Linked DNA regions of Mus musculus: all the other regions are linked to region 1. The links are chromatin contacts, called in public ChIA-PET, Hi-C and HiChIP or PLAC-seq maps. All regions are on one chromosome and are shown on one strand. Each heading gives the region's core, a stretch centred on a gene start, on an enhancer-like site or on the middle of the called end of the contact. The rest is flanking DNA. Distances are from core to core; before and after follow the strand shown.

Region 1 (4,647 bases), core at 656-3,155:
ACACTTGAAAGCTAAGACGCGCTTTGATATGTTAAAGAATTCCAAAAGAGCACTCATTTGTAAAATATAAACAAACAGAAAATTGTTCTATGATGATTAAGATAATCCTAAGGTGAATAGCACTTAGCAAGTAAAGTCATGAAAAGGTTTCAGAGCACTTTATTCAGTGAATTTGTTAAATGACACAGGAAAGTATTGGACAGGTTTTGCAAAACCATAGATTGTAGCTATGTAACCAAAATAACTATAAGGGATGGAAGACTACCAGAAACAAAAGGACCCCAGTAATTAAACATATTTTCATTTTTAGGACATCATTTCTCCCTTGTCACTGCATACCAAATGTTAAAATGCACTTAGCTAACTTCCTTAGGAAGTCTGACAAAAAAAAAAAATCCAAATTCCTTTAGTAATCATTAGTTATAATAATGAGCTTGGCTATGTAGACCTGTAATTCATTGGATTATTGACTATGCTTTAAACTGAATTTTTATTAGTCTCTTTTCTGTGAACATAGGGATATTATGTGTCTGACTGTGAATGGTTTTTAAACCATTTGCAAGAGGGCCAGCAGTACCCTTGGGGGGGGGGGGCTGCCTGCTACAGCTTCTCCTTAAACAGCAGGTTAACCCTTTCTGTAGCATTCTAGGAAGAACAAATTGAAGCGCAGTCCCACAGCTGCTGACATACTGTCTGAGGTGATCCTAAGAAGTCCTCTGGCGTTTGCAATGTTCAGGGACATTTTTGAATCTTTTAAAACACCTATCTGCAAACTTTGACAAAGCCAGAAAAGAAAGGTAACTAGTCTTTCCAGAGAGGAGCATGCTAATCACACATTTTGCCACAATTTCTGAAAGAAGAAACAACCTGCAGCTTGTCCTGGCCTTGCAAACAAAAGATCAAATTCTGCGCTTTGTCTTGGCAAGAAACGAAACTGCAGCATTTTGTTAAGATTTTCTTCTTCTTCTTTTAAGTTCCAGGCTCCAAACTAAGACCTGAAACAGTTTTTGGTCGTCCCTGTCCCCACCCCCACCCTAGTTTACAGAAGAACAAAGAATAGTAAATTTAAAGGTTAAAACATTATTTAAGGACTATAATTAAGATTGTAATTAAGATAGTGGAGCACCCTACTAGAATCAATTGGCTGCACAAGTTCCAGCTGTAATCAGAGTGATCCTGTGTATCTTTCCCCTTCTTTGTATATATCAATTTATGAATTTCCAGGACCAGGACAATTAGGAAAAACTCAAAAGCGTGGGCTCTGAGGGCGACATAAGCCGCTCACTACGTTAATTTTGGAAGCAGGCCTAATAGAATTTGCCACAGGAAATAAGGAACAAACCTAGCAAGGGACAACTCTTCAAGCATCTTTAAAATTTTAGTAGGTATGTAAAAACACGAAAACTAGACTGGTTGAGCGTGTCAACACCACACAGACCTAGCAACTGAGCTTCTAACTGTGCCTCGGACAGTTCTCCAAAATGAGAAAAGTAACATTATCTGACCAATTTCTTCCCCAAGGCCAACCACCGTGTCCTCAACACAGTCCTCTCGCCTCTACAGCTAAGGTTGGATTCCGCCTCCCCGCGGCTGTCCTCAGCCCCTAGATCTCCTCCAGGTCCTCCCCTGTGGGGGACCCAGGATTGGTGGCTCTGCAACCTCGAAGCCACCAGGAGTGGTGGGAGGGGGGACACACAGGTGAAGTGGGGCTGAGTGACGGACACGCGCCTGGAAGCCCGGGACGGCCCCCCAGATTTCGCTACGCAGGCATTCCAGCTCTAGAGGACTCTTGCAGCAACAGACCAGCACCCTCGCTCAGGTCTCCGACTCCCCAGTGACCCCTGCCCGCGTAATGGGCCCGCCGCGCCGGGCGCGCCTGGGGGGCGGAGCCTTGCGGTGAGGTCCGGCTGCCGCAGCGCCGCCCTGCGCGAGGCGGTACTGCCGCGGCGGAGGGATACCGCGCACCGTATATATATCGCGGCACACAGGCTCGCGCTACGGCAGTGGTGCTGGGAGTCTCGTGTCCGTGGTGCCGTTACTCGAAGTCGGGCGGCGGCTGAGGCTCAGCGCACAACGCAGGTAGCGCGTTAGCAGCAGCAGAAGCGGAGGCACCTCGGCGGTCACAGCCCCTGCGCTGGTGCAGCCACCCTCGCCTGCTCCGTTCTTCCTTCCTTCGCTCGCACCATGGTAGGTTGGGATCGGCAGTGGCAGACGTAGCAGCTGCCCGAGCTTTCTGAACAGATTTGTAGTTGAGTCTTGGGGTCTCCCCCTTTTCCTGGTTGAGGTTACCCCCTACCCCATTTTGCCAGGTGTTACGCAGCAGCTGCAGTGAAAGGGGATGTATTTTCGGGTTTGCATCTCCGCTCTGGCTGCCAGAGAACCTCCTCTGAGTTTTGGGCGCCTCTGGGGCTGGACTCTACAGTGGGCTGTGCGCGGGCTGGAGCCGCTGCCACAGCTGCACCGGGGCCTTCCGCATCCACCCCCTCCGCCAGCCCCGCACCCACTGCATCCAACGCGCCGCACCCGGGCTGCCTGCAGCGCAGCGCCTCGGCCGGGGCCAGCGGGGCGGGGGAGCCGGGCGGGGCAGGCCGCGACGTCCCGGTAGTCAGTCCCCGACCGCGGAGAATGAATGGGTCGCGGCGAGCCGGGAGACGTACAGGGCTTGGACCGCGGCCTCGGGGTGTCCTCAGCCACCTTCAGACCCCCTGACCAGCCCAGTCGGGAGTCCCCCCTCGCTTGCGGTCCCCTCCTTCCTCCCGGGGGGCGCGGCGCGGGCGTGAGCTGGGAAGGAAGGAGCCGGGGAAGGGTGGGGTTGGGGGCAGGAAGGCGAAGGCTGGGGGGCGGAGAGGGCGGAAGCGGCCGCCCTGCGCCCGGGCGGGGCCCCGCAGGGTGGCCGCGCGCGTGGCTGGGCCGTGCGACCTCGGTCCCCCTCCCGGTGCCGCGCGAGACGGGCGCGATCGCTCGTGTCCGCGGGGAGGCCCCTTCCCGCGGGAGGTGCTCGGCTCGCGCTAATTGGGGCGGCAGGGCGGGGGAGGAGAGAGTTGGCGCGCTCCTCGGTTTCCATTAGAGACGCAAAGTTTCTGCTGGGGAGGAGGCGGCGGCAGGCTCAGTGCCTGGGGGAGCAGGAGCGGTGGGAGGTGCTGGAGATAGGCAGCACCACGGTCCTGGGGCCCCTTTGGGTCTTCACCCTAGTGCGGCCCCTCGCCCGGCATGCCCCTTGTCTCTCGCTGCTCCCTGGGCGGCAGGGAGATGCCCATCTGTACGTTTCCGCTTTCTCTGCCGCCTCTGGATTGCCAGATGCGAATATGTGGTTGGCCGTGTGCGTGTGCCGTAGCCCCCTTCTCCCTCGCCAGGCAGAGCTGACATCACCAGCAGCACCTTCAGCCCTGGCAAGGTGGCTAGGTCGTTCTCGGCAGGTTCTGGAACGCCTTTGACCCAAAGCCAGAATGACTTGGGGTTGAGGTGGGGGAGTCGTTGTCCCGAAGGTAGATGCACTTGACAGGCCTCTAGTCAGAGAATTTTCCCGAGGAGGTGGAACTCCTCTCCTTGGTGAGCTGGTTTCTCCTACGAGGTGTGACAGTGCTTCCTGTCGTGCAAGACTGACATGGCGAGCATTACATAAATCGTGTCTCCATTTGCCTTAAAAGTAGCTTCCAGTAATGGATAGAAGGGAAGACCCACTTAGAATTTAAAAAGTAGAAGTTCGTTCTCTCCCAAATCGATAATTAACTGAGTTGCCACGGAAAAGAAATGAGCTCCAGTGCCATCGGATTTCTCTTGGGGTTTATTTTGTAACTGGCTTTATTAAAGCATATATTCTCCTGGCTAGAGGCACAGGTTCAGAGGTGCAAAAACTAAATATTAATGCAAATGAAAACCACCTTTGTGGCCATTTAGTACCTAGAACATGGAAATACCGAGTATTGGCATTAAAGCAGAGTCCCTGTCAATCTTAAGGTGGGCAGGATTAATACCAGGAAATGATAATAGTTACTCCTGTACACGAGGAAAGGGGTAACGTATCGCCTCATAATTGTGGTGGTTTCTGTGTGCTTCATTTTTGCAGTTTTGTAACAGTCCTAGGATTCAGTCTTTCTCTAGCTTTAGAATCATAGGATAATTTGACTGAAAGGTATTAGCCATTGTAAATGGTAGGCTTTTAGCAAATAACTGCCTAATTTAAATGATTGGAAAGCATTTATTATACTGAAATGAAACCTGGATTGGTAACCCATTACTGTATATTTTTCTACTTAATTGTTTCTCATAAAATGGGTATAAAAGCCTGTTAATCCAACCCAATACCATTATGTAACGCCAGTGTGGAGATTTTGGAGGGCCCAAAGCTATGCGCAAGGTGCACTAAAAAGCCTGCCCCTGGACAGGATCCTGGTCCTGGCTGCCTTCTTGTCCGCGGCATTGGGCTGGGTCTCTTGGATGAAATCAGCAACCGCAGTGTTTATGGCGCAGTAGGTGGCGCTCTTCCTTCTCTGCCTGCTGCTGCAGCTGCTGCTGAGGGTACTTTAACCACTAGAGGCGCCATTTCCCACATGCGACTGACTGGTTTCTTTGCAGTGCTTAGCGCAAGCCGCAGGCCAAGCAAGCCAAGCAAGCCGCAGGCCAAAGAAATGAAGCCAGCAGAGGCTG
Region 2 (4,647 bases), core at 986-3,485, 740 kb after region 1:
ACCTTTTCTCTGGGGAGAGGTGAGAGGCTGGACGGCAGGGAAGCAAGAGAAATGTTGCCAGAGTGGGGTCGTCCATCACTGGCTCCCCCAGTGTCAGGTTCATCTTCTATTCCCTGTCATGGCCTGTCTCCTTTTGTAGGCCGCCCGAGAGCATTAGGGTTTTACTCTACACCTTTTAGAGACTTGTGCTACAAAGTGGCTCATTAAGAACCAGTAGATCTAAAGGAAACCACAGAATAAACAGCTAAATTCCGTGTATGAAGCAGCTAATCCCCCCTCACACCCTCCTGTATGGGAGCCCACATATCTGTTCCTGGCATTGGGAGTGGGTGGGTGAGACCTCCCTGCCATGATGAATTTTCTTTCTCACTCAATCCTTGCAGGTTGCACAGCTGCCACTGGGGGGCAGCATAGCACAAGGGTAGAAAAGTGACAAACCCTGACTGTCACCCTAGACTCTCCAAGTCAGTGAGAGGAGAGGCCTGAGGCAGGTTCCTCAATCATCCTGCTCAGAAATCTGCTCCCTCCCCCCTCCCCCACTTCTCTTCTGAGTTCATAGCAGTAGCACGGTTGGGGTCTCCAGTCTCTTCTCTAGTCCCACCCTCCACATCAGCTGCACCTGGATCATCTCACTGGAGCCCCAAGTAGGAAAGTCACTTAATGGCCAAAGTGCAGAGGTGGCCCCATCATGGTGGGGGATGAGATGAGAGAACCGTCGGGCTTCCACCTAAGTTAGTGATTGTGGGGGAATCATGGAGGTTGACAAATAAAGGCCACAGACTGACCAGCAGGGCTGCCTGCCTAATCCCTGCTCCCCGTGTGGCACTTCAGCAGGGCACACTCAGCCCACAGGCTTTTGGGGTCTGGCTTACTACCACTGAGCCTTTGACAAGACAGTAAGTTTATGGCAGGAGTCCAGTTAGGTAGCAGATGAGAACTCAGACTTTACTCAGTGCTGTGTGACAGACACTCACAGCCCAGTGCACAGACGGAAGGAGCCTCCAGCTATGTCCAGCCAAGGACACTAAGTAGCTGACAAGACAGGACTTTGGACCCTCAGTATGTGCGCTCAGGGATCTAGAACCCTCGGTGCATGGGCAGGAGCTCAGCCAACAGTGGGTGAATCAACGACACAGGAGCTCAGCCAACAGTGAGTGAATCAAGGACACACATCCCAGGACCTGGGATGCTATGGTGAAAAGTTAGCACATAGTATTTTTCAACATATGCAAAGTATACCTTTAAAAAAAAAAGAAAGAAAAGCACCTGGTGTGGATTAAAGGATGAAGGTAGTGTGGGCATCTGGGGGGGGCAGCTGAGGGCTCAGCTCCCTCCCTCCCTCTCTCGACCTTCCAACTGTGCTGAGATCAGAGGTGTGGGGTTACTCTGTGTTTTGTTGTACACGTTAAATACTTAACATAATGGGAGGATTTGGGTTGGTCCCCCCGCCCCGCCCCCTCCTTTAAGCAAGCATTCTAGCCTCAGACTTGGAAAAGGGATTCTGAAGTGTGGATAAACACAACCCTGCACAATGGTAGCCAGAATTTTCCCAAGGGTGTAGGTCAGACGGAGGAGGAAGGAGAAAGCATTCTTAGAGAATAGGTCTCCAAGTGTCTACACTGGGCCACCCAGAACCAGCGTGGGCCATGGCACTCCTTGGCCCCAGTGTCCCCTGCCACAATCCCCAGCTGGACAAACAAAAAGGAAGCAGAAGTTGCTAAAGGCTCTATTTCCTTCCCTTGAGAAAGCTCAGGTGCAAGCAACAATGCAGAGCAGCCTGCCAAGAGGAAATGTGGGGGAGAGACGAGATGCACTTGGCCCTTAGGAAAGTACCACAAGCTCTGTGACAGCCTAAGGGGCTCAACACAGCAGCTGCCTCCACCACAGGCCGTCTCCCCACACCAGCCTGCCTGTCCCCAGCCTCGGCCTCCCTTGCCTCCAGGCCCCCCCCCACCTCTCACCTCTCCCCCAGCTCCTTGTGCTCCAGCTCCAGGTTCCTGTGCAGCGTCTTCAGGCAGCTGTGCTGGCGGATGAGGGCCTCATACTCTGAGGACTGGCACTCGTACAGGGTGCCCAGGTGCTTGTGGTCCTGCAGCAGGGCTTCATAGACGGCTGCCAGCTGCTCCTGCTGCTGCTGCAGACCCTCGTGCTCGGCCTCCTTGGCAGCCTGCTGGCTCTGCAACACCGTGTACTGTGCACTGAGCGCTGCGTTCTGGGAACTCAGTGTGGAATTCTCCACCTGGAGGGAGAGCAGAGAGCCCTGCGAGTGATCAGGCCGAGGATGACCAGCAACAGCCAGCCTCAGAGGGACCTCAAGGCAGGCCAGCCGGGGACAGTGCTACCGGAACTTGAGGACTTGGCTTAGGAAGTGGGGCCAACATGGCAAAACGCTGGCTGCGAGAAGGATATCATCCTGAGCCAACTCCAGAAATCATGTCCTCCGTCTACGTGAGCCCCTTGCATGTCATTACTGATTATTTTTAAAGCCTATTTTCTTGAGTACCAGATAATACTGTCAACCAATTGATTTTTACATATTTATTTTTGTGCTGTTGGGGCCTGAACCAAGGACCTTGTGTACATGCTAAGCACTTTTATTAACGGGCCACATCTGACCACCTGAGTTTTTAAAGTATTCTAACACAACCCCAAGACATTAAAAACTGAACAGGGGCCAGAACTGCTCTTATATTAAAACCAGACAAAGACTTTTTCCAAAACAAAGTAACAAACCAACATCCTATTTTCTTATTTTAACAAAACAAACCCAACTTCTCTGCCAAGTAAGTTTCCTGTTTATTGTCTCTGCCCCATATGTAACTTTCCAACTTTTCCCAGAAATTACATTAATGAATAATTTTTCATTTCCCCATCACCTATAGACCACAGGATAAGCAGACTGAGGGGCTGGCCCTGCTGGCTGCTTCCAGCAGAGGGAAGCCAGGTCACAGCCTCATTTGCCCTCTATCAGCATAATACAGGTATACTGCACAGAAACTGTTCCACCAAGCTTAAAAAGAGACTGTATACATCTACGGTATACAGTAAGCCTCTTAGCAACCAGCCTGTCTCCAGGTCCCCCTGCCTGGCCTTGCAGCTCCCACGAGGCACCATTAGCGTCCTGCTACCTGCAGCTTCGCAGTCTGGGTCTGCAGCGTGGTGGTGTGCTCTTGCAGGAAGGCGCTCTGCTTCTGTAGGGTCAGGATCTGGCTGCTGAAGGACACGTTCTGAGTCTCCAAGTGCTGTAGTTGCTCCTTCAGCAGCTGCCTCTCGGCCTGAAGAGCTGCGTTCTAGGGGAGAAGCACGCGCCAGTTACACACAGCATGGTGAGCATAGGGCCTGGGGTTTTACTGAACCTTCAAGGGCAGAGGTAGCTGGGGGTCTTCAGGTACGGGAAGTTAATAGTTTCTGTCTTGGAAAAGGACAATGAATAGAATTTACAGAGACAATATAGGGACTACTGCCTGGGCCCTGGGGCATACAGGCACGAATGCCACTTACATGAGTCCCTTTGTTTCCTTTGGTGTGGAATACCCCAAAAGTACTTTTCTGTGAGCTGAAGCCACTCCCCCCACTGACTACAGAGCTCAAGCCCTCATCACTAGCTGTCCATATCCCTGAGACAGCGAGTGGAACAGGAAACTAACAAAGGCCGTATCTATTACGCCACTGATCAGGCTAAGAGGCAGGGCCCGGGCTGGTGCTACCCCTCATCAGCATGCCTTGGCGAAAGCCTCTAATGTTGTCTCAGCTCTCTTGTCCATTGAGAATCATCGGGATGGACTTCATGAAGTCACTGCTGTGAAACAAACAGAACTGGAGGACTTAGCATGCACTGGAGACCTTTTTCTGATAAGGGCCAAGAGTAAGTACTCTCAGGTCTGGTGGCCACATTATCTCTGTCCCAACGACGAAAGCTGCCCCTGCCCTGGCAGTGGGAAAGCAGCCAGAGCACGTGCAAATATAAAAGGTGCGGCTGCATGTCAATAAAGCTTTGCTTAGATACAGCTTGGGAGGAGAGGCTGGGATGCAGCTCTGGAAAACCCAACACGATGGGGATGAGGCTGGTGGATCTGCTCTGGGCGTGTCACAGCAGGTAGGCTTCAGCCCGGGAGACTGGGTGTGCTCCCCCTGGGCCAGGACAACTCAGCAGTGACAGTCTGCTATACTGGGACACCTGCAAACAGTGTGGTCACTTTGCGGGCAGCCCACTCACACTGCGCTCCAGCTCGATGGCCCGGTCCTTCACACGGAGTAGCTCCATGGTGGCCTCTTTATGGCTGGGCTCCCAGGCCTCCTTCTCTTGGTGACTGGTGACCTTGCCCGGAGGGCGCTTCAGTGCGTTCTGTGCCTTGTCTCCACCCTCTTGGGTCTGCCTCAGCTGCTCATGTTCTTTCTTTATCTGCAGGCCATGTTGAAAAGCAGACTCAGGTGGGAAGGAGCCGCGCAGGAACCCCAGGAGTGGGTAGGGAGGGACCCCTCACAGAGTCTCAGACACCCACCCACGCACCCCCCCCCCCCGAGGAGGGATGGGCCATGTGTTCCTCCCCCAAAAAAGGAAAGGTGGGGATGTGAACTCATGCCTGCCTCAGGCCCCACCTTAGTTACATGTCTACAGCTCTTATTGGTTGCCTGAGCCTCCAGTCT
Region 3 (4,647 bases), core at 999-3,498, 700 kb after region 1:
CCTACCTATCTCTCCTCCAGGTTCCTGCCCTCATTTCTCTGTGCCCTATTGAATGCAATTTGTGCTGTCTTATTGAAGCTGCCCTTTACTCCTGTGTCTTCCAGCATTAGCTGCAGGGACTACTATACTGTCAACTGATGAAGGATTTGAATTCAACCTTCTTCAATCTTGCTATCCCCTATCAACAGTTATTCTGATTCTTCGGCCACCCAGAGGTATACATTTTAACTCTTCCGGGATTTGGATTTATTCCACACGTTGTTGCTTACTCCCCAGGGAAAAAAAGGAGCCATTCAGATCTATAGGAATAGTATGAGCCCCACTTCTATGTGTGGATCAGAGTTGACCTATCACGCATGGGTCACCCCCTTAAAGAAGACTGAGTCTTCCTCCCACAGAAGCCATCAACTGCTCCTAGCTGGAGCTCACACATTTAAAGTGGTTTGCTCTGCCACAGTGGCTAGTGGGAACATTAGTATTCTTATCTCCCAAAACACTTTAGGGTCTACCATGTACTGGACTCATTTGCAGGGTTATTTAATTTTATTTATTTTTATTCACTCTATCAAGTAAGTATTGTCATCTCTATTTCCCTGCAATATATGAAGGTTCAGAGAGGGAAAGTACATTGGCTGGGGTCCACCAGCTGAAACAGGAATTTGGATGCTAAGCCCCTGGAGATCTCAGCTTAACAGTCCTTCTGACTCTAGTCCCTGTCCGATAAATCTCTTCCTTTTGTGTGCCTTTCAACAAGAAGCTGCAGCAGAGAGAGGGTGGGGAGGGGAATTCTCAGAGTTGGCATCTATGTGGAGGTGCAAGCTTTGCCTGTGTGTGGTCTCATCGCTACACTAGAGAGTGAGCTCTAGAGGCAAGTCTCTTTTCTTAGAAGGGTCAACTGAAGTTTGAAAGGAGGGCATTCGGACCAGCAATGCACATGGCGTGCATGTAGCCCCCTGGGGAGTAGAAAGGAGAGAAAGGGTGAAGAAACAAATTTAAAAAAAAAAAGAGGAAGAGGAGCCCCAAACTCTAATGAACAGAAGTGGCTTTAAATGAGCCATGAAGTTCTGGAACTGGCCAGGGAACTGAAAGAGGTCCCTATACAGCCGGCCCAGCCCACTGAGCTCAGGAAATTCCCCTCTCCCTCTGGGTTGAGAGGTGGAGATGCAGGCAGGGGGCCAAAAGAATGAAGCAGGTCGTAGCCTTGACTATATGATTTGTGTCAGATGGGAGGGCAAGCGACTGCCACATGCCACCTCATTAAACTCTAGGGTTGATTCATCTACCCACAGGTATCCTTCCCAACCCCCTCACAGCAAGACATGCCCAAGGCCTCTGGCACATTGGCACCAAACCAGTGCTGAACCCCAGAAGGCTTGCTGCCTTAGCGCCTGTCACGCTTTCGTCCACCTGTTCCTTCATCCAGACCTGGGACACAGCTTTTTCTCCCGGACATTTGATTCCCAGAGGGGATTTAAGCGTTCAGACCAGCAAGTGTTATTATTGCTCCTGCTGACTGGCAGTGGGCCAGCTCCACCCAACCTCCCCTCCCCGCCCTACCCCCCAGAGCAGAAGGTAAGGACATGAGAATTGTTTGGGTCTCAGCGTTTGAGCTCTGAGCCTGTTGGAAGAAGGGCCACGAAGACTCGAGTGTGAATAGAAAAGGACCCCAATGCAATCTTTAGATCACCAGAACTGGGTAAATGAAGGGTTAGAGGTCTCATACTTTTTTTTGAGGGTGAAGAAATTACCAGGTGGCCACGGAGCCAGCCGCGGGGGCGGCTGCTAAACCCAGTGGCGACCACATAAAGAGACACTGGACCCAGGAGAGGGACCCGGGGCGCTGGCGCTCCAGGGCAGACATTCCCTGCTGACTTCGGTCACAGTCAATTCTGCGGGTTCACCGCACGCATACGGTGGTGTTTGGGGGTGTGCCCGCCTCTTGTGCCGCCGCTCCCGCATCCTTTGCTGGCCGGCCCGGAGCGCAAGCACACCCGACCCTGCGCTCCGGAGCAGGACTCAGAACCCAGCAGACCTCGCTTCTCCCGACCCTGGTAAGCCAGCGACCAGTAACCATGGCAAAAGGAAGGAGCCTGGCTCGCGGGAACACATACCTGTGCAGCGACAGTCTGGGACGCGGGCCTGATGTCCTCTGGTGCAGTGCGTGCGCCTCCTGGAAAGGCTGGGGACTCCTGCAAGGCACGCAGGTCCCTTTCTCCTAGCCACTCTGGGCCACGTTGTGCGAGATTCCTCCCGCTCCCAACCCTAGTCAGGCACAGCCAGACCTGTCGGTCCACGCCCTGCAGCTCACACTGACCGCAAGCCACAGATGAGGCGCCTGCTAGAAGGGCCGAGGTGGCCTGAGCGCTCGCCGGTCCCGGAGGTGCAGCACCCCCATCCCCCTCCCTGCTAGCATCCTGACCTAGAGACTGGCTCTGCGGAAGAAGCCAAGCTGCTGAAGCACTAGGGGACTTCTTCAGCCACAGGCGCTCCCAGGGACGCTGAAACCCAACGTGGGAAGCTGGGAGGAAGGTAGAGAGCCTTTCTGCGTTCATCTTCGGTCTCTAACGTATCCACTCATTAAATGAGGTGGGTGTCACAGTTCTGGGCCTTTCTCTACCTGCTGGAAGCTTGGGGCTTAGCCTCTGGATCCCAGACCCTGTCCCAGAGCCAGCGGGTATAGTCAAGGACATAATGAATGACCTTCTCTGGTTTTATGGAAACATCAAGGAAAACTTACTGTCCTCTGCCCTACATACTGCCCTAAACACTAATAGCAAATAGTCACAGTTTGCCTTGTTATACGCACCTAAACGTGTTGATTTGATTAACTCTACGAGGCAAGTGCTACTATTTTTCCCATTTATAATGGAGAGAAATTGAGGCACGAGAGGACAAATAGCTTGCCCGAGGCCACCCACTTACTTAATGAAGCCTTTGAGATTCAAATCTACATCCCACCCTATGCCACCTTGTATCTAGGTCTCTCACAAGTGCATACCTGGGCTCCTGTGGGTCTTACCCCCACCCCCACCCCCCGCCCCCCACCCCCCACCCCCAAGACCCTTTGCCTCTGCCTCTCATTTTCTGAACTTTCCCAGTTTGGGCTGGTGACTTCACTGATACACTTCCCAGAGGTCTTCACACTGCCTGGTAGGATTGCTGGCATGCAGTTGCCTGTCTGCGAGACCCATGCTTGAATCTATGAAATAAATGTCTGAACCGGTTGGTGGGGGGTCTGCAAAGCTCAAGTCTGAGACAGGGAGACAGGGTAGAGATGGAGTGCAAACCGAGGTGTAGACTAGAGAGGGACAGAGTAGATCTATGTCAGTGGCTGCCAAGCCCTTTGGGTAGCTCAGGGTGCTAGGATGTAGTCTTTAGGTCAGTAGTTCTCAACCTTCCTAATGCTGTGACCTACCCCCCAATCATAAAATTATTTTCATTGATACTTCATGACTGTAATTTTGCGACTGTACGAATCATAATGTAAATATCTGTGTTTTCCCCAATGGTCTGAGATGACCCCTGTGAAAAGGTCACTCAATCCTATAGGGGTGGAGACACACAGGCTGAGAACTACTGCTCTAGGTGGGACTTTTCACAGAAGGCAGAAGGTACAAGAGCAGCCAAAATAGCGGGGGTGGGGTGGGGGGTGTTTCTCTTCTGGTGCTGACAGAGACTGGCTCAGCCTGCTCTCTGGTTCCCATTGTGAAGTCCCTCCTTTTTGAAAAATGTTCACAAATGGAATTTTCCAGAATAAACTATCTGTGCCTGAAAATGTTCATCGTTGTTTTTTTTTTTTCCTAATTTGTATTCGTATGTGTGAGTGTAGTGAACGTTGTAAATCTTGTGTGTGGTGTGCATACATGCATGTACTTCTGTGTGTGGAGGGCACCCCGCCTGGTTTTTTGAGACAAGGTCTTTCCCTGAGTTCAAAGCTCACCACCTTCTAGACTGGTTGGCTAGAGAGCCCCAGGGATTACCTACATGTCTGTCACCTCCCCACCCACACACACACACCACTTCACCTCCACCTCCCCACACCACCCCCCCTCCCCGATTCCTCCACCCCTGCCTTTCTTTTTGTTTAAATTGTCATTCTGAATATAGCTAAGAGTTCGGGTTAGAAAGCCAGAGCACCTGGCTTTAAATTCCAGCCCTTCATACTGACAGGGTGACCTTCGCTCAGTCTTTTACCATTTTGTGAGCCTTTCCCTGCCTGAAGATGGGGACACTACCTAAGAGAGGGTCGGTCATGTCACATGAGTTAAACCAAGGGTCGCCTTCTCAGCTCAAGACTCTGCACACAGCAATGAACATTTAATCCATGCCAATTGATATTGCTATTCAACATTCCAGATACCCCTTTCTTCTCTTGGTTTCTAAAACAGGGTCTCCTGAGAAGTCCGAGCTAGACAGGAGTGTATATGATCATCCTGCCTCTGCCCCCCCGCCCCCCCCAGTGCTGATTAAAGGCGTGTGCCGCCACCGCATGGCTTCCTGCTATGTTTTTTGGTGTTTCCTGTATCCTTAGAGCTTACACCTGAGTTTTATTGCAATGAGTCTCATTCTCTCCATCTCATAGACTGAAAAACAGAGGTGCTGCAAACTTCCTAAGTGCATGCCCAGCTGGATGCTATGGGAGCTCAG
Region 4 (4,647 bases), core at 859-3,358, 680 kb after region 1:
GAGGGATTAAGTGGTCAAAATCAAATTTATGCTTCAATAGGATGTGGGCGATCCTTAGTGATAAACACGGAGTCTGATGCTGGTGAGAGGATGCCCCGGCAGACAGAGGTTGTCAACAAGCAAGGTGGGCGGCTGCAAGCAAAACCAGTTGGTTCTGGGGAAATGCCAGAGATGAGTGAAACAGGCTCTTCTTCTGGTCTGATGGGGGCTCACCCTTGCGGGGGGGGGGGGGGAGGGGTCAGGGGGGGTCGGGGTTGGGGAGATACTCAATATGCAGAGTCCCATGTGGTCAAAGACAGAGGGAGTCTTGTTCGCTAAACCACAGGGCTGGGTGTTGTCCTTAAAAGTCCCAGGGTGAATCTACAACACCACCTGCACAGATGCATCCAGGGTAGCTTTGCAACATGCTGCATGGATGTATGGGCTTTGCCATGCTGCACGGATTCATGGGCTTTGCCATGAGGCAGAAGAGAAAACTCTACTGTCCTTGTGGCTTGGGCTTAACCACTTGTTAGGCACTCAAATGCAACCCCCATCTTGCCCTTGGATCTTTCTATTTGGGGTCTTTCAAGGACACACCTGATCTTCCTGGTGTGGGTGGAGTCTCTGCCTATAAGGACTGCACACACTCTGCTATGATTGGCTACTTTGTTTTATTTGCTGACTGAAGTCACTACATAAACCCACCTCACAGTCCAACACAGGGATACTTGGCATAAGAGAGAAAACAATACAAAAATACAGCACTCCTTAGTAAGGGGAGCTGGGCTTAGCTTGCTCCAGTCCAAGCCAGTGAGAATCCAGAATTTCAGGTCAAACAGGGGAAATACTGTGGGATGAGGAGGCACAGAACACTTAGCTATCACCATTGGCCTGTAAGGACCGAGGCTGGGGAAGGTGTAGGTCTTTCTGGCATGCAGCCATCTCTGCCAACTCTCCTATACCAAAATGCAGCTTAAGCCAAACCTGTGGTCACGAGACATGATTGTGTGTGTGTGTGTGTGTGTGTGTGTGTGTGGTTAGTTCATTGCACTTAGGAACTCTGGGAAACTGTCACTGTCACACTCCTCTCAAAAGCTGCTGGATGCTCTATGGTGCATGGGGAGAAGGGTAGGAATTACTGACAACAGATACATGATCCTAGTTAGTATCAATGTCTTGGCATACAGTTGCCATGGACACCCTGCCATTTTTTTTATATTCTCCCTCTTTCTTCTCCCTTAGGCTCTCAGGTCTGACACTTAGACTAGACGGACACAAAAAGCTAATTAGGGCTGGGCAGTGGTGGCGCACGCCTTTAATCCTAACACTTGGGAGGCAGAGGCAGGCGGATTTCTGAGTTCGAAGCCAGCCTGGTCTACAGAGTGAGTTCCAAGACAGCCAGGGCTACACAGAGAAACCCTGTGTGCCAGGAACTTGGCTAAGGACGCAGTTTTAGGCCTAAGTCTTCTTATTAAGCTTTAGTACGATGTTTTGAGGGCCCCTGACATCTCTCCGGCATCCCTGGGGTTTCTTTGCCATCAGCCCTTGGGGGTGGGGCCCTGTTCCATAAGTTCTGTAAAGTGAGACGTGCCTGATGCTGGGGTTTCTTCCCTGACTGCCTCTCTGCTGTTATCCCTAGCCACCAACCCCGCCCCTGTTCTTCACCTTAACCAGTCCTCTGGCCTAGACTAGTTTAGAGGCAAGCTCAAATACTGATGGTGGCTATATAGCTTCCTGTGTCACACAAGACCATAGCACACTTGGGCTGGTATCGTCTGTGACAACAGGGGCACTGGAAGGCTTGGCAGGTGACCACGCAGGGTCCTACCCTCCTCTCCGCACCCCAGGCCTGCTGCTCTTTGCAAATCTCCTGGAAGTGACGATGCCGACTCCCTCCCATCTGCAGCCCAGGCGGCCACCAAGAACATGGGAGGAGACAGGGCTCATTCACACAGTCAGCAGTGCCCAGGCTCAGGACACGGAGCAGGTTTCCAGGGGCCAGAGGGACCTGGCTGTGGCCCAAACCATGGTTCCTTCCTGAGGAGAGAGGCACCCGTACATGGTAAAGTGGGAGACAGCCACCATGCAAGCTCCCGACCACAAGGCCTGTTGGTGAAAGCTCAGGGCCTAACTTAGCCTCATACACGTGACTCAAGCTAGGCCAACCCCACTGTGGAGGGCCCTCCCACTCCCAGTGAGCTAGGGGTCTGGAAGGCTGAGTGGAGCTTGGTTAACAATTCAGGTTCCTCGCCCTGGGCCCCACTTTTCCCAGAGGCCTCAGGGGCACCCAGAGGGTAGGCCTCCCTGGCCCTGCTTGTCCTAGAGCAGGTAAGGACAGCTAGGCAGGCTCCTCGGAGGCGGGCTAGGTCCCTGTGAGTGGTCTCACTGACAAAGCAGTACAGCACCGGGTCAGCTACACAGTTGAAGCTGGTGAGGAGGAGGGAGAAGTGATAGACGTTGAAGATGCTCTTGGCAAACTCACAGTTTCTCTCCCAGAGGCTGCGTACCAGCAGCAGCACGTGGTAGGGTAGAAAGCAAGCCAGGAAGATGACCACGGTGCTGAGCACCAGCCGCTGAATCTGGTCCTTGCGGCTCTTCTGTGTGCCGTGGCTGCGGCGCACAGCCCGCAGGATGCCCTGGTAGGAGGCCAGCAGCAGGCAGATGGGGAAGAGAAAGCCCACCAGGAAGCGGTAGTAGTTGATGCTACGCTGCCAGGCCTGGATAGGGTAATGCTCAAAGCAGACTCGGTGCTGGTCCTCGTCCTCAATGACCTCCTTGTGATTGAGGAAGTAGATGCTGGTCAGCAGCTCCTTGGCCCAGATGAGCACACTGACACCCACGGCTGCCTTCAGGGTGCGGAACTGGTGGAAGCGGAAGGGGTGGGCCACAGCCAGGTAGCGGTCGATGGAGATGCAGCAGAGGAAGCCCACGCTGATGTAAATGTTCTCATAGAGGAGGATGCCACACACCTGGCAGGATAGGTCACCATGGGACCAGTCGTCGTGCTGAAGCACGTACTGCAGCCAGAAGGGAAGTGAACAGATATAGAACAGGTCTGCAATGGTCAGGTTACACAGGTACACTCCCAGCTCATTCCGGGCCTTGATCTGCAAGTACCCGAAGTAGAGGGACAGGCAGTTGGCTGGGAAGCCCACCACCAGCACGGTCACATAGACCACTGGGGCTAGTGTCTGGTGGATGGTGTGGTCGATGGGGCAAGATAGTGAGGAGTTTTCTGTAGTGATGTTCCCCATCTTTGGGCCAGAAGGAGCCTTATTCCTCATGGGCTTGGAGATGGAGCCAATCCCTCTCTTGCCATCTTGTTTATAGAAGGTGATGCAAATGTATCAGGATCTAGGCATCACTGGTGGTAGGCGGACCCCCTAGAAGTGAAGGTGGAAAAGACTTTGAATAATCACAGCTACCGTTTATGTGACACCTGTCATTATCAGGCACTGTTCTATATGCTATATTCATTTAAACTCTGGACCAGGCCGGGCAGTGGTGGCGCACATTCCAAAACACCAATGTGCAGCTTATGGCTCCCTGTCTCTGCCTTCCCTTATTTATCTCCTCATTCCCTTATTTATTTTACTAGCCCCCTGGTACAAGCAATGGAGGTAAGGAGGAGATCCTGGCTCTCCAAAGGAGACTGGAGGCAAGAACATTTTAAACCTGAACGCAGCGTAAGGGCTTTGTCATCTTACACAGCAGTAACAATCATAGGACTGGACAAACTAGGCCAACCAATGAGGCCACAGCCATTCCAGGGACTTCTCCCCAGGGCATCAGAAGAAAAAACGCCTTGCTCTGCATCCTTCTGTGCTTTGGCAAGGAATAAAGGATAGTTTCTCATCACAGGGCCCGGCCTGAGTTCCTGGGTTACCTCAATGGATCTTGGGCTAGGTTCTGGACTAGAGATCAAAACAATTGATTGTCAAGCCAAGGCCAGGCACTTGTGTAAGTTTGTGAGTCAGTAACCTTTTCTGAGCCTCAGTTTCCTCATCTGGAATTTGAGGATTAAAAACACCTTCCCTGGAGCTGGAGAGATGGCCCAGTGGTTAAGAGCACCGACTGCTCTTCCAGAGGGTCCCGAGTTCAAATCCCAGCAACTACATGGTGGCTCACAACCATCTGTAATGGAAAACCAAAACCTTCCCTTTTGGTCAGTGTCAGGAGGGTGATAGGTGGGAGGCTGCATGATAATCCCTGTCAGGGGCCAAGGGGTGAGTTGTAATTTTTAGCAGGGGCAAAAGGAAGACTCAGAGATGCTCTGCTTCTTCACCAAATGAGTGAGCCATTTACCACGTTGAGAATTTAACAAAGGGAACTCCAGGCCACAATCATATCCAAGGGTAGAGTAGAATGGTTTGCTGCCGGTGTGTTTGATAAATTAACCCATCAAAGCAGGAGAGGCTTGAACTGTTCTGCTGATCTAACCCTTCTCTCTCAGCTGAAAACAAATCTCACTGGATCAGCACTTTCTGGTTTCTCTTTCTAGTCTTTATTACTATTAGTATTTTCGAACAGCTTTTTCTCGCTGTGTAGCACGGACTGGGGTGTCAAACTCGCACGCCTCCTTAGGGCTCCCCAGTGCTGGGGTGACAGCACGTGCCATCTGCCCTGACAAAGTGGCATTTTAAAGGCTTTTTGGCATTATATACC
Region 5 (4,647 bases), core at 1,478-3,977, 650 kb after region 1:
TGTTCCAGGGCTAGTGAGATGGTTCTGTGGATAAGGACAAGTTGTCAGCAAGCTGATGACCTGATTGACGTGGTAGGAAAGAAACAATTCCTGCAAGTTGCCCTCTGATCTCTGACACATAAGTAGAGCACACATAGGCGTGCGCGCATGCACGCACACACGCACGCACACACACACACAGAGACACCTTTAAAAATGTAGTTTTAAAAAAGAGTTCTTCCTCACTTTCCTGGGTAGATATTTCTTTTTTTTTTCTATGATAGTTTCTTCCTCCCATACAGCCTTACCCAAGCTGACAGCTCCCCCATTTAACATAGCGTCATGAGGAAAGATGAATTATTAACTCTGTAATTAGCTTTAAGTTTAAAAGAAGGAGCCGACAGCAGATTTACGGTTGCTTTGGTAAGGATGAGCAGAGAGGTCAGACACAACGCCTGCCTCCCATCGGCGCTCTTGCAGATTGGTGCGGGGCTTGAAGCCTGAGTCCCAGAGGAGGCAGATTGATGACTGTCTGATGTGCTGAGTCCGTCTAGGAAAAACCATCTTTAATCCGCAAGAACAATAGATGGTTTTGATTCCCACTCAAATAAGCAGATATGATTAATGGTGGTGTGCGGCATGTTAGGCACTATTTACTGAGCTTATTAATAGAGGCACTCAGTCATCTTTAAGAGGACATTGACTTGCATATGATATGTCTGGAGGACATGGAGGATGCAAAATTTATAGTAATGGTTTTTGCCCTGGTAATAAAATCATCATCCATATACACAGCCTTCAGTTGCCCCAAGTCTCCCCCCTCACCCTCTCTTTAATATATTACTCATCAGATTCCATGAACCATGTTACATCCAATTTTATTGTACAAAATGATGTTATTCTTCTCCTTTCTTGTCATCACTATTTCATGTTCATTGTACGAACATCAGAAAATACACAAAAGTAGCCAGGGTGGTGGTGCATGCCTCTGACCCCTGCATTTAAGAGGCTGAGACAGGGGGACCATTAATGCAAGACTGGGACTTGACCCAGTCTCAAAAATGAATCTAATAATTAATAAAACTAAGTCTTAGGAAGGAAAATGTGTGAAAATAAATAAGCCATAAGAATTACCCGAATCCCGGAGCCTGAGGTGTTGGCTCAGTTAGTTAAGTCCTTGCCAGGTCGGCAGCAGGAGGAGCTGGGTTCAGTCCCCAGCACACACAAGAAGCATGGCACAGCAGTGTGTGCCTGGGACTCCAGGACTAAGAAGGCACACAAGGGATCCTTGAGACGTTCTGGCCATTCAGCCGAGCCCAGCCAAATCAGTGAGCTCTGGGTTCAGCGAGAGACCCTGCCCCCAAAACCAAAACCAAAACCAAAACCAAAACAAAAAACTTTTAAATTTAAATTAATTGGAGAAAGCAACCAAAGACTCATGACCTCAGTCTCTGGCTTCCATGTGCACATTCACACAGACACATGCGCGAGAACACATACCATCACATACACCTATCCACACACTTTTTAAAACTACCAGAATCCGTTACAATCAATAAATTATCGATAGGCTTGTGTTTACCTTTAAAGTCTTTCTTTTAGCTCAAATCTTTGCATACAGGAACTCCACCATGATAGTATTTTGAGACTTTTAAAAATAACTGTAATTACTTTCCATACCGTGAAATAATTTTTTCACGACATCTACACACTGTTTATTTGTTTGAGACAGAGTCTCACTTTTTAGCCTGAGCTAGCCTTGAACTCCCTGCAATCCTCCTGCCTCAGTCTCCCCAGAGGAGAGCTGGATCCCAGGAATGAGTCACTCAGTTGACAGCATCCTTTTTAAAGGATCCATTGTGCGAACGTGCCACCGTTTGACTAATTATCCATCACTGGTACCTTAAACAATGCCACAGTTAACCCCCTTCTCACTGAATTTTACACATACCTACGACTACTTTATTTGGGATGCCAGACACCACATGGAAGAGGGAAAAAATCACCTTCCAGGCCCCAACTTCCAGCTCCTACTCCAGCAACCAGAAGGTGGGAATCTCTGTCCCCAGAGACGTCTTCCACCCAGGCTACCCTCCCTGTTATCCATGTAGAAGAAGCAAAGATAGGACTAACGACACACAGCTATCATGAGCCAGGTCCTGTATGGATTTACTCTCAGTCTAGAGCAGTTACTCCATAGTAGGGATCCAAAGCCAGCATTCTTCATGCTCTCTGTGACCCTCAACTGCAAGTCAACATCCCTTTAGCCTGCTCTAAAGGCAGCTCGGCTAGAGACACACTCTGCCTCTGTATGGCACTTGTGTAGAAGAGACCTGATGGTAGACAGAGGCATGCTGGTATGAAGAGTCAGGAAGTGGTGTTGCTCAGCTGGCCCGGCTGGGCAACCTTAGCACTAACTACTGTCCCTCATCTGTGTTCCCTGGGACTAACTGGGTTCCTCTACAGATAGCTCCCCACTTGCTCAACTTCTCCACTAGAGGGCAGTCAATACCTGACTCTATTATTGGAGGCACAGTTCAGAGGTGCAATGTAGTTGACACCCTAATAGGCAACTCTCCCTGTAACAGCATCCTGAATGACTTGAGAGTGTTCTGGGTCAACAGGGAGGGACTCTGCTTTACCCAGACACTTGGGGTCCCAGCAGCTCTGCCATCAGACCTGCTGTAGCTATCAATCAACATTTCGGACAAAAAGAGGGTAGGTGTGTTTGGAGAGGCACAGGAAAGGACAGGGCTAGGCTCAGCAGGGCACCCATCACTTCCTTATGTACCTTGAGACCAAACCAGTCTTGTGGCTAAGAGAGGGGTGGGAGTCAGAGGGACAAGAATGCATATGAACAGGTCAGACTGCCACACTCCTCCACGTGACTTCTGGACCAAAACCAACCGGAACTATCAGTGTATCCACCTTAAACACCATCACCTAGATATGTTACTTTATTTTTGTAATTTTAGGGAACCGAGGAATCGGGCACCTACTACTTAAAGATGAGCTACTGCAAGCTGCTTTGTCACTGTCTCATGCCCGCTCCGTACTCGTCACCACTGGATTCCCAACACATTTCAATCATGAGCCCCCAGAAGAGACAGATGGCCCACCAGGAGCCATCGCCTTAGCTGCCTTCCTACAGGCTCTGGGGAAGGAGACCGCCATGGTAGTAGACCAGAGAGCCTTGAACTTGCATATGAGGATTGTTGAAGACGCCATTAGGCAAGGTGAGCAGTGAGGTGGGGTCAAGCCATTTCCCCAAGCAGGTCTTCGTGGGCAGAGACTGGAAGAAAGCAATGTGCCAACCTTCAGCCAGGTACACAGCTCCAGGATGTGTCCTTGTAACAGGGTGCTTTATCTCCAAGCCTAGAACAACTTTGTTATAAGCAACAAGAGGTTCATTTTATAGAAAAAGATGTTGAGGTTTCAGAAAGCCCAAGTGATCTAATCAATCACGGTTGTCCACACGGTGACCATTTCCCCAACCACCTCCACCAGTCAGTGCACTGGAGGTCCAAAGCCATGTGAACCCAAGCCAGAACCCCATGCCATAAATCTTAGTGAACACTCAAAAATACACACACACACACACACACACACACACACACACACACACACACACTCCTCACTTTCCCTATCCCTTCCCTCAGCTTCCTGGCTCTGTCTCCCAGGAAACCACCTGCAGGGCAACCAGAATGTTTAAGGATAGAGGCAGGTTGTTTGTTCTGTGGAAAAGGAGGCTGAGACCAGTTACATGTGACCTCTATGGGGGAAGCTCTCGGAAGACCACTGTGGGGATGACAGGGATGAAGCTAGGGTTTCACCTTGGGTTCCCTCACAAAAAGAAAGGAGAGGAGGCACCAAGGAATACTAGACAGATCAGCAAGTGAGGCCAGAAAACTGCCGGACACGTGACTGTGTCAAGCTCTGCTCCAGGGCCAACAGAAGGTTCCACCTGACTCTCCTCTGTGGCTATGTTTAGCAGAATCCTTTCTCCCCTCTCATGGGCAGGAGCCCAGCAAGGATTGTACTCCATAGCTCTGAGGAGGGAGCCACATCTCTCTGACCCTCCGTGACAGGGGTTTCTGACCCTCCTTGACAGGGGCTTTGTGTGTCCTTTCTCAGATATGTGCCTCATGTTGCCTGGCTGGGCTCCCTGGTACCCATTCCCCTGACTAGCATCTGACACAGTGCAGCCAGGGGGGGTGAAGGTTGGCTTCACTCAGCACCCACTTTCACCAGACCCCAGCCAGGAAATTGACAGACCATCATGGTGCCACCCCAGCAATGTGACTAGGTGGCCATTACTCTACAGAGGAGGCGCTCAGGATGCTCATGTGGTTTGTTCACGGTCACATACCTCTAAGCCCTGAGTCCAGGGATACTGCCCAGGGTGCCCTGTTGGCCATCTTTCCTTCTCCTTGAAGATTTGCCCTGAGCCTGTGAAAAAGCCACGATTCTTCCCCTAACTGCTAAGAGATAGATGAATGAAAACCAGATGATTTTCATTTGGGGAGATATGTATATTATTTTCCACATAATCTACAATAATGTGTGTTATTTGTGATCACAAAATGTTTTTTGACAATCAATTTCACTTTGTAATCACTATCATACAAGTACCAACCTACCGTTGGTGGCCTTAATTGCAACCAGGGG

Evidence for each region. Hi-C and Micro-C count contacts between places; a contact is called where the count stands out from the background. ChIA-PET counts read pairs in DNA pulled down with a chosen protein or histone mark. HiChIP or PLAC-seq counts read pairs in DNA pulled down with a chosen protein or histone mark.
Region 2: a contact with region 1 is called in an H3K4me3 HiChIP or PLAC-seq map of forebrain, with 3 times the contacts expected there. The contact joins the promoter of A630072L19Rik here to the promoter of Calm1 in region 1. A contact is called at or near these places in 12 of 39 promoter capture datasets (the 3T3-L1 cell line, the C10 cell line, the HPC-7 cell line and 7 more), 1 of 15 datasets of contacts at CTCF or cohesin (large pre-B cells), 4 of 115 datasets of contacts at active chromatin or transcription factors (embryonic forebrain, forebrain, large pre-B cells and 1 more) and 1 of 9 other capture datasets (liver).
Region 3: a contact with region 1 is called in an RNA polymerase II ChIA-PET map of memory CD8 T cells, with 247 read pairs. The contact joins the promoter of Gpr68 here to the promoter of Calm1 in region 1. A contact is called at or near these places in 5 of 39 promoter capture datasets (HPC-7-derived erythroid cells, embryonic stem cells, liver and 1 more), 1 of 15 datasets of contacts at CTCF or cohesin (large pre-B cells), 11 of 115 datasets of contacts at active chromatin or transcription factors (SST interneurons, effector CD8 T cells, embryonic basal ganglia and 7 more) and 1 of 9 other capture datasets (embryonic stem cells).
Region 4: an H3K4me3 HiChIP or PLAC-seq map of bone marrow-derived macrophages shows a contact between it and region 1, with 5 times the contacts expected there. The contact joins the enhancer-like site here to the promoter of Calm1 in region 1. A contact is called at or near these places in 4 of 115 datasets of contacts at active chromatin or transcription factors (bone marrow-derived macrophages, large pre-B cells, memory CD8 T cells and 1 more) and 2 of 9 other capture datasets (liver and pancreatic islet).
Region 5: a Hi-C map of rod photoreceptor shows a contact between it and region 1, with 5 times the contacts expected there. The contact joins the enhancer-like site here to the promoter of Calm1 in region 1. A contact is called at or near these places in 8 of 39 promoter capture datasets (the C10 cell line, embryonic stem cells, frontonasal cranial neural crest and 4 more), 1 of 15 datasets of contacts at CTCF or cohesin (the NIH/3T3 cell line), 7 of 484 Hi-C or Micro-C datasets (CD4 T cells, the G1E-ER4 cell line, cerebral cortex and 4 more), 11 of 115 datasets of contacts at active chromatin or transcription factors (the 230-238 cell line, T-cell acute lymphoblastic leukemia, cardiomyocytes and 8 more) and 1 of 9 other capture datasets (embryonic stem cells).

The regions. Positions count from the first base shown.
Region 1 is chr12:100,197,530-100,202,176 of GRCm38.p6, forward strand. Calm1 (calmodulin 1) reads left to right here and starts at 1,906. Exons shown (of 6, transcript NM_009790.5): 1 at 1,906-2,187. The coding sequence starts at 2,185.
Region 2 is chr12:100,935,869-100,940,515 of GRCm38.p6, forward strand. A630072L19Rik (a long non-coding RNA gene) reads left to right here and starts at 2,236. Exons shown (of 5, transcript XR_003950128.1): 1 at 2,236-2,783; 2 at 2,883-4,647. Ccdc88c (coiled-coil domain containing 88C) reads right to left here. Exons shown (of 30, transcript NM_026681.5): 18 at 4,217-4,402; 19 at 3,129-3,290; 20 at 1,962-2,239.
Region 3 is chr12:100,897,132-100,901,778 of GRCm38.p6, forward strand. It overlaps Gpr68 (G protein-coupled receptor 68), which reads right to left and starts at 2,249. Exons shown (of 3, transcript NM_001177674.2): 1 at 2,112-2,249. Gm36572 (a long non-coding RNA gene) reads left to right here. Exons shown (of 5, transcript XR_381840.4): 2 at 1-215; 3 at 1,290-2,586.
Region 4 is chr12:100,876,048-100,880,694 of GRCm38.p6, forward strand. Gpr68 (G protein-coupled receptor 68) reads right to left here. Exons shown (of 3, transcript NM_001177674.2): 3 at 635-3,365. The coding sequence starts at 3,236. The coding sequence ends at 2,139. Among named protein-coding and RNA genes, the nearest start is that of Gm36572, 15 kb to the right of the region's middle. Within about 2 kb of position 2,109, at least 48 of the 459 cell types and tissues checked have an H3K27ac peak or open chromatin away from gene starts, as enhancers often do. A contact at or near this core is called in bone marrow-derived macrophages and memory CD8 T cells, where this site is marked.
Region 5 is chr12:100,847,159-100,851,805 of GRCm38.p6, forward strand. Dglucy (D-glutamate cyclase) reads left to right here. Exons shown (of 13, transcript NM_145448.5): 8 at 2,955-3,215. Among named protein-coding and RNA genes, the nearest start is that of Gm36572, 44 kb to the right of the region's middle. Within about 2 kb of position 2,728, at least 18 of the 459 cell types and tissues checked have an H3K27ac peak or open chromatin away from gene starts, as enhancers often do. A contact at or near this core is called in rod photoreceptor, where this site is marked.